Linked DNA regions of Drosophila melanogaster: region 1 is linked to region 2. The links are chromatin contacts, called in public Hi-C maps. All regions are on one chromosome and are shown on one strand. The core of a region is the stretch at or near the end of the contact, and the rest is flanking DNA. Distances in the headings are between cores, read along the strand shown.

Region 1 (4,251 bases), core at 159-2,658, 1.4 Mb after region 2:
ATGTTGCACACCAGCTGTGTCTCCGTGCGATAATCTTTGTGGAAGAGCGGGCGTAGCGAACGGTCGATAAGGCGGGCGGACAGGATCTCTTTTTCCGAGGGGCCCAGTTCGCGGCGCATAAAGTTCATGGGTATTCTGCCAGAGGCGGCGTTTTTCAGTCGGTAGTCAACCACCAGAGGCATGAATCCCTGGCCGGGATTTGGCTTCGCCTTGGCCACCGCGGTGACCATGACGGCGGTATCGCCCATTTGGCACACAGCTGTTCCATTCGCAAATCTCGCCAGGCGGCCGGAACTGAAGGTCATGTTACGTCTGCGGAGGATTCAAGACTTTGCTATTGGAACTCGGAGTGGAGGCCACGAACTCACCCATTGCTGAAGTTGACTTCCACGGAGGGCGCTTCTCCGTTGGAACTGCTTTGGATTCCTCTCCTTCCTCCTGGGCAGGACAAACTTAGGCATTTGAGGCGATAGTTGAGCAGCTTCAGCGATTTCCGTGTGAAAATCATGGCCATTACCTAAAAGTGCCGGGTGATTCCGGCTGAGGCGACAGTTCTGTACGCTGTATTTTCATGGTTATTTAAGAAATAATTAGTGGTCAAAATCTTACAATAAAAGCCCTGTACGTTTCTTGAGACTTGGAAGTTAGACTTAGAGCGCCTCAACTATTTGTATTGTTTAATTCAGTTATCTCAAAACTAGAATGCCCATTTAAAACAAAGTAGAGTGTGCAACATGTGTGCGTTCGGCGTTGCCACCTGGCAAGGGTAACAACAAATGAATTATATAGACAAACTATTACACGGATTATGTCTTAGGAATAATGTAGTAAATATTAATACAGCGTATTTTAAAAAAATTAATTTCGTTTCCAATAAGATATTTAGAAGGGTTCCCAGAAAATGAACTATTAGCTTGTGTCCCCGATAATGTCAAATTTGCAGTGCTGCCAACTCTTAGCAATGTTAGTTACAGCATGCAAGAAACAGCATTTAAATTCCTTTTCAGAAACGAAGAATTAAGACGGTATGTTCTGAAAGGTCCTAAAACGACCAACAGAATGACGCGACGATGTCCAAATCGCCAGATCTAAGTAATTCAAGCTAGCTAGAAAATAGCTGAGGCATCAGCACTACACAGTCCGCCAAAATTAGTCCGTCTTTTTACGCGTTTAGAGTTTTTTACCGCGAGTCGAAGACGTCTTTCACTAACTCAACGACGGTCTTACAGAAGACTCCAATATTTTTCGAGCAGGCAATTCGCGGATCCATCGTTAATTTTGGGCACTTGCAGAAAGCCCAGTTGCGAACGTCGTCGTGTGTCGTCTTAGAAAAGCCACTCCTCCAACCGGAAAACCGCAAGAGCGTCGAGCCCTTGTTTTGCGAGCCTTTTCGAAAAAAGCTGGGAATTTCACGCCGTATTTTTCGTATCTTTTCCGTCAACGAAACGCCGCGTGTGTCGTAGTGTGCGTGTGTGTGTTCTGTGTGCCCGCCCATCTGTGCATGTGTGAGAGCGCGCCTGTGTGTGTGAATTTTGGTGAGAGCCGCAACAACAACCGAAAAGAAAACCAAAATCGACAAATGCGGTCAAATTGAAAAGAAAAACAAAAAATCAAAGAGTATTCTTGCGCAAAGCCAAAAGGCAAAGTCAAAAAAGAGCGCAAAGCCAAAAAAACGCAGATTTCCCAACGAAAAGGCCGGAAAATTGCCCACTAGGCGTGTCGCTGCTTCTTCTTGTTCTTTCAAATTGTTTATGCTGCAATTGCAGTGGTGTGCGAAAGGAGTGGTAGAGAGAGAGAGAAGGAAAAGCGTCTTATCAACGCCCGCTTTCTTATCAGAACCCACACATTTGTTGCGAAAATTCCAACCAGCCGAAACTCACAGTGAAGCTTTAAATAGCACATCAAACAAACAGGTAAGTCTCATTAATCAGCTTGAAATCACCTTATTTTCTACTGCTCCTCGGTGGTCACAACTCACTGGCTGTTCCCCTCCTTTGCACTTAAGCACTTAACGGTAACTGTAAATTACACACACGTTGGCCTTGTCTCTCCTGGCGATTAATTGCATTAATGCCGCAGGACTCGCGCCATCCCTGTCACCCCACGCCAATCGATTAAAAAGTGAAAGCAATCGGGAAATGCTTATCAGTAGGTCCTCCTTCTTTGCTTTTTAAATGCATAAATACCCATGCACAGATGCACACATGCAAGCAATCAGCCCAACAATGCACTATATGAATATTTATAGCTCATTATTTATTGTCTCGCTGTTCCCGTCCATCATTTGACCCGCTAAAGAGGGCAGGTTGGTAAATAAATGAAAAGTTATCGAGATAATCGGTGGAATTGTTGGATCATTAATAATTTGTTTATTTTTTAGTTAACCTCTGACAATTTATCAATGACTTAGTAGACATAAGTCAGCTTGTTATTTTTGCATTTACCAAGATATCCGGAAGTAACATCTATTGCTCACACAAAAATATATTGGGCATTCACAATAGTGATGACTCACTGCCATGCGTGTTCACTGATTATTTTGACTTCTAAAATCATACATTTTATATTTACGTAAAGTTTTCAGAGCTGATATAAACATTAATTCAAGATATTTATTTATTAATCACTTGCACACTACTTCCAAAATACTGTACGTTTTATGCAAAATGTCGGAATAACATCAGAGATGTGATGCACAGGAAAATTCCCCATAATTCATGAAACCTATTTCCAAAATTAACAGAAAACTATTTGCGGTACTCGAACTCAAAATCTGTATTTTTATAGCACGAACATTGGAAAAGAACGCAAACCAATTAGTGAAACCATTTTGAAATCACCATAAATCAGCGTGATTGCCTGGCAATAAATTCCCGTTTCCATTTGCAGCTGACAAATGCGAGTCGTTAAAAATAGTTTTTCCCCAAAAGCGTAACTTTCCCCCGCTTTTCAAGGGCGACCCTCGCAATGTCCCGATGTACTTTCCTTATCGCTTCTGCATTTCGAGTTCTTTTTTCTGTGGTACGTCATCGGCAGCCGGGTGTCTCTGATTGTTTGAGAATCGCCTCGCCGGCTGCATAATTAAGACGAGCTGGACGTTTAGCTGATAAACGTTTCCACTTTTCATCGGCGGATGGGAGTCAATGTGCCATTCACAGAAGACCTCTACTCTGGTACACAGATGGTGATTGTTAAAGTCCAAGATCTCTGATGTGTGACCCCATGGGGTGCCCTTTTCAACTGTCAGGTCGCAACTATTGTTTCCATGTTTCGAGGGCTTGCGTCACAGTTTATCGACTCGAGTTGCGAGCTGCGAGCTGTGAGTCCCGAGAACCCGCAACCCATTCCGACAGGATGACGTAGGCAATTGGCAGAAACATGTGTATCCTGGGTATCCTGGGCCCCGTGCAGACAACAATAAACCATCAGCGCCAACCCCATGGGCAAATAAAACCCAATCGAATATTATTATCAATGAGGGCAGGACCCAAACAACGAACGCCAGTTCGAGCGCGAAGGAGGGTTGGCCACATGCTGCTCTTCCCTTGGCAGGATATCATTGCCAGCACTTGGACCCAGCCCACTGAACTTCCCAATTCCAATTCCAATCCCGACCACGCCCACATGCCATCATCGTCGCCTTCTGCGCTAATTTGGCGCGACTTTGACACTTGTTAGCCAATATGTTTTTGGCTCGTGTTAATGGCCCAACGGGAATTGATATTAATTGCGCCGCACGCCCCTCACGCCGCCCGAACTGGGCGTGGTCGTCGGTCAATATTGTTGGTCTCTAGAAGAAAAAAAAAAACAACAGAAAACGAAAAACACAAATGGCCCGAAAATCAGCTTAAATCAATTTTTTGTGGTCGCCGCCTTTTGTTCACTTGCTGGTTTTTGGTCCAAAATCGGCTTACCAACTTCGGTGCCTGTTTTTCTTGTGACTTTGGGCTTTACAAAGAGGCTCTAAGGTTCCCTTCTCGTTCAATCTAATTAATCCTGCCTTCCTTGATTGAGAATATGGGATTTGCCTTGCCCTTAAGAAAACCAGATTTCCTCACCCTTTGGCAGCCAATGAAAACTGAAAGCGCTCCCAATGTTTCCATTTTTCCAGGCCCTGTGTTTTCCTTTCATGTGCCCTAATAAAACTAAATTCAATTAGAACTTGCAGTTCGAGTTCCTTGTGCGTGTGGGAAAAGTTGGAGTGAAATGTGAGAAAAGTTTTGCGGAATATGTCGGAAAAGTGAAAGAGGG
Region 2 (4,645 bases), core at 1,334-3,833:
TAGCTATACATACATACATTCATATGTAAAAATGTATATTAGTTAATAGGCAGAGTGATAATGCGAATGCGAGGAGTGGGAGCGCTTATTGCCCAGAAACGCGTGATAATGAATGTTTGTAAATAAATAACACCGGTTTCCCAGTTGGCATTACATGGCAAACATGTCGATTCGAGATTATAGTATAATATATAGATTTTGTCATTTGATTAACGAGCCAGAAAGTAGAAGCACATCAATTGATCAAAATGTATCTGATTGGGCTGTGTTACGTAAGAGAATTGTAGCTTTTAATCGGAACTTTGGGACGAATGATACTTGTATACTTGGTCTATAAAAATGTATAAATTTTGTATCTATTTAATACACATCTGAATTGCATCTCTAATGCAGTCTTAAGCACATGCAACATGTTTGGCCAATCTATTTTGGTCTCCCCCCTGAAGAGGCTGGCATTCCGAAGTTCCTCTGTATGAGGGAATAGAAAGAACCATGATGTACATTAAGTCGAACGAGCGAGCCCCTTCAACTGGGGTAATCATGCGATAAGTGCGATTCTTATCGGTAGACGTCTGAGCCACGTCGACACACACGGTCAAGTTTTCCGCGAGGCTTCACAATCAATTTATTTATTTATTTACCGTTACTTGAAAAGGCCAATTATGCATTTCTTACGCATAGGCTTAGTTAGCTAGTGCCTACTGTACCACTTATTATCTGCCAAAAACGTGCCAAACGAAAAAGTTTTCCAAATCAAATTACGTCGCAGATTTGGCATGGCTCGTGTTGGTGATTTTGGCTAAAATTAGAGATACCGATTTTGGGTGACGTTTCGCTGGGCGCTGCGATGTGCCACTCCCCCTCCAAAGACCCGCCCCCCTCCGCAATATCACCAATTTGCAGGGACCTGCTGATGAGATGCCGTAGAAGTGCTAAGAAATTGAGATTTAAGCGGGCGCCGAGGGCGTGTCCACATATTTGTTTGCATCTGAATCCCAGGAGACTCGCCTCCAAATTGGGACAATTGAATTTAATCAGAGCAGAGGGTTCCCAAAAATCAGATGACTGGTTTCGTTAAACGAACATATACAAATTATCTAACAGATTTATCGTTTTGATAAGAAAGCTTGTTAGGAATTAATGAATATTTTTCGAAGCACTCCATTCATGCTTTTGTTTCCATAATTCACCTGCTGATACACGTTGCATAACCTTGCCTTCTTATAGAGGTGCTGCTATATACCATAGTATATGGTATATAGGTTCCTACAGAGAGCAGGCCTTATCAGCACCACATCCAGAGGCCGGCTGACTTGTTTATGAGCTACATACAAGGTTGTTCTTGCCACCAAGCTGAGCTTTGCATCGGACCTTTCTCTTCTTTTTGCCCGGGGTACAAAGTACAACTTGGCTGGAAACTCATCTATAGCGCCGAGTATACTCGTATGCATTATTAAATGTGTATAAATATCTACATATGTACGTGGTAGGGGCACGCACAGCTGGTTTCACGCGATTAAATGAATATAACTTACAGTTGTGCTGCTGCAACACCAGGAATTACGAATAAAAACATGGGGTCTACTGATAGCCGCCACAAGGAGGATAGCATTTTGATAAGGGCAGCTACTTGAAGTGTGATTTCCCTATTGTATAACTCCCCTAACTATTTATCATACTAGAACCCCAATCAACTAAAAACCTATTCCCTATCACAAGGTAATACAATACACTAAATATTTGATTCTAACTTGTGTATTATATATCCCCACGAGTGGCTCCTAATCACGGTCAATTAAATGCCAGCCATCCATATACCCAGCACCCTGTGAGTGCCCTTCCCTATTTACGTACATATGTACGTATGTACATGCATATGTGCTCCAAAGTAGTTTGGATTGCGGGCACACATGGGCTTACATTTGCATGGCCCCACAACCCGGTGTTCTCGTTTTCATTCTGTTTTCATAAGCAAGCCCACTAGAAGGTTACATAACCGAAAGATTGCAAACAGCGCAAGGCAGCGATAACTGGGAGGCCAGTTCCGCTAGGACGGTGGAAGGGGGGGCGTGGCGGGCTCCTGGCCAAATGATATGGGGGCCAGTGGGACTCACCGGATTTTACACATGCCACGGCCTCTTCCGGCTTGACGATTGGAGGCTCTCGAGCGATGGGATGCGACAGCTCCCGCACGTAGGTGAAGTAGTTGTTGTGGGCGGAGACCGAGGAGGCGGTGGCCGCCGTCTTCAGGAGGCTGTTCAGCTGGCCCACATGGCGCGCCAATTGTTTGCTCATGGTGGACTGTGTAGTGTAGTAGTGTGTACTGAGTACTCTGTTGTAGGCACGCACGTCGCAAAGGGTTAAGCGAGAAGTCCGCGAGATGCAGGAGGCGATGAGTGGTGGGTTTTCACTGGGGAGAGACTGCTGCGCTGAGTTCCGTCCGCTGCGGCACCAAATTTGCAACTGGTTCGCCAAGCAAAAACGCCATAAAAGCTCCGCGGCGAAAGCTCTCTTCCACCGATCGCAATTTAATCCCGCCCAGCTGCGGCCTACTCCTCTGCACTTCGTAGCACTCACGTAGATGTACTCATTTGATTGTTTAATGTGTTCCAATGTGGTAAGGAATTTTGAAATCTATTGTTTCTTTCCACATTTTATTTTGATATTTCAAAAACTACCAGCTGCCTGTGTTGAGCAACGCACGGGCAGTTCGATAATACCGGCTATCGATATTTATCGATTGTTGGTGCATTTGGCGCCACTTTTGAACGCTGATAAGTGCAATTCTTAGGCGAATGAAACACATTGTTTTGGTTTTTAAAGTCTATACTGGTAGAGCATTTACTTGGCGTTTATTCACTAGGATTATTCGTTCGATTAATCAAAATTCCTAATACATAAAAGCGCTTTGGACTAACGATTAAAAAATAACAAATTACATTAGTTCCGCGTTAATATCATAAAAAGACCTTATGTGATGTATACAACGCAATTCCTCTATGTACAGGCTTAAAACGTAGGCTCGTAGATATATCAAAAGTTTGATCTATGATGTATTATAGCGCATGTGCTGTAATACATTGCTATGACTAGTTTATGCGATTTGCTGCCTCTAGATCTAGACTCAAATTAATTGGCCGCTTGCGAAACGGCTTCGGCACAATCTGGGGATACGAGTTAGTACATATGTATGTATGTGTATGGTCTATCGCTAGTATTCGTAGGTTTAGTTTCTGGTTTCAGTTTGAAGGATTGCCGCCCCGTCGCTTGGAACTCTGTCGATCTTTGGATCTGGACGGAGCCTAAACACTTCCAGTGATGATCGACAAACTGAAGGGCGAACGGCACAAGATTGGAGGTTGCAACAACACGGCGATTCCAATTGAATGTGTGACTAGAGGGTTACTTATAGTATGAGTTGTGCAGCGCCGGAGGCGAGGGTCTTTGGGCTTCTGGCTTCCGGTTTCCGGTTTCCGGCTCATGCCTTCTGGCTTCCGGCTTCTGCCTTCTGGCCTTTGATTATTTTCGGTTAGTTAGCTAATGCAGAGTACTTGCTGAATGTTCGTTTACAGTGACTAAGACTACTGCTTAATAATCCTACTTAGATAACGCTATTAGCTAGGCTTCCTTGCTGCTGACTGATTGGTTTCCATTCCGTGGGCTCCCCGGCCTTACCTCGTGGCCAGCGTCATGTTGAGGCACAGCTCGTGATCCCGCATGTCGCCCCAGCCGCCGTTGCCTTTGCGCAGCTTCGACTTCTTCATCAGACTGGGCACCGTGAGGGTGAGGGAGCGCGGGAAGAGCTGGTGCGAGTTGCGGGCTATGCGCAGCACGTGCTGCACCTTCGAGATCACCTGGTTGGACTCGCAGTTCTTGTTCTTGTGATGAACGCCGCTGGAAGGGAGGAGGACACGAATTACTATGGCGCTCCGTTGGACGACAGGGGTCCACATGCTCACCATTCTCCGATGTGGAAGACTCGCGGCCCCTTGACAATCATGGCGTGCAGCTTTCGCCGCAGACACTGCTGCGAAACGTGCTGCAAGGACCAGTCCCAGTTGTAGTCATCGTAGGTGCAGAAGTGGCGGGCGCATTTCCGGATGTTCGACCAGGTGGTGCGATTGAAGGCGAAGCCCATGTTGTGCTTGCTGCTGACCCAGGGCATGACCTCCACCTGCCGAAGAGAAGAACCAGGTCAACCAAGCACAATGCACAAAATAATGGGGCAAGCAACAATATAGAAAACGGATTAGCAAAAGGTAAGGTTGGGGGTGGAGTGGAGGCATGCAAATTTCAAATTTCCGCGTCGTTCGGATTCCGCTCTCCACGGGCACTTGCTCCGTCTTCGTCCTGGACTAACCACTAGGCGGATTCAAAGTGCTTAAGCCGGATTTGCGGGGGTGGTACAGTGAGTACAGTGCGCGCCATACCAAATACCTTGCGATAGTCATTCACGATGCTCTGCCTGTCGATCTTCGCGGTGCGTACGCGGGCGTGCAGCTGGTAGATGGAATCGCGATCAGGAGCGGATTGGGGCAGAGATGTGGCATGCCAACACAGACACATAGACAAGTACAATTAAACACAACGATTACAACATGGAGGCAGCGATGGGCAGCTATTACTTAGATAGCTTCAGAGGAGT

The links. A called contact is a pair of places that touch in the nucleus more often than the background predicts.
Region 1: a contact with region 2 is called in a Hi-C map of the Kc167 cell line, with 2.1 times the contacts expected there. A contact is called at or near these places in 3 of 107 Hi-C or Micro-C datasets (the Kc167 cell line, embryo and wing imaginal disc).

The regions. Positions count from the first base shown.
Region 1 is chr3R:31,404,044-31,408,294 of dm6, forward strand. It overlaps PNPase (Polynucleotide phosphorylase), which reads right to left and starts at 1,409. Exons shown (of 5, transcript NM_170550.2): 1 at 1,228-1,409; 2 at 369-561; 3 at 1-312. The coding sequence starts at 514. It overlaps Gprk2 (G protein-coupled receptor kinase 2), which reads left to right and starts at 1,202. Exons shown (of 13, transcript NM_057519.4): 1 at 1,202-1,913.
Region 2 is chr3R:30,012,701-30,017,345 of dm6, forward strand. It overlaps CG7920, which reads right to left and starts at 2,584. Exons shown (of 4, transcript NM_143505.4): 1 at 2,115-2,584. The coding sequence starts at 2,295. Mgat2 (Mannosyl (alpha-1,6-)-glycoprotein beta-1,2-N-acetylglucosaminyltransferase) reads right to left here. Exons shown (of 10, transcript NM_143506.4): 9 at 3,960-4,174; 10 at 2,813-3,894. The coding sequence ends at 3,672.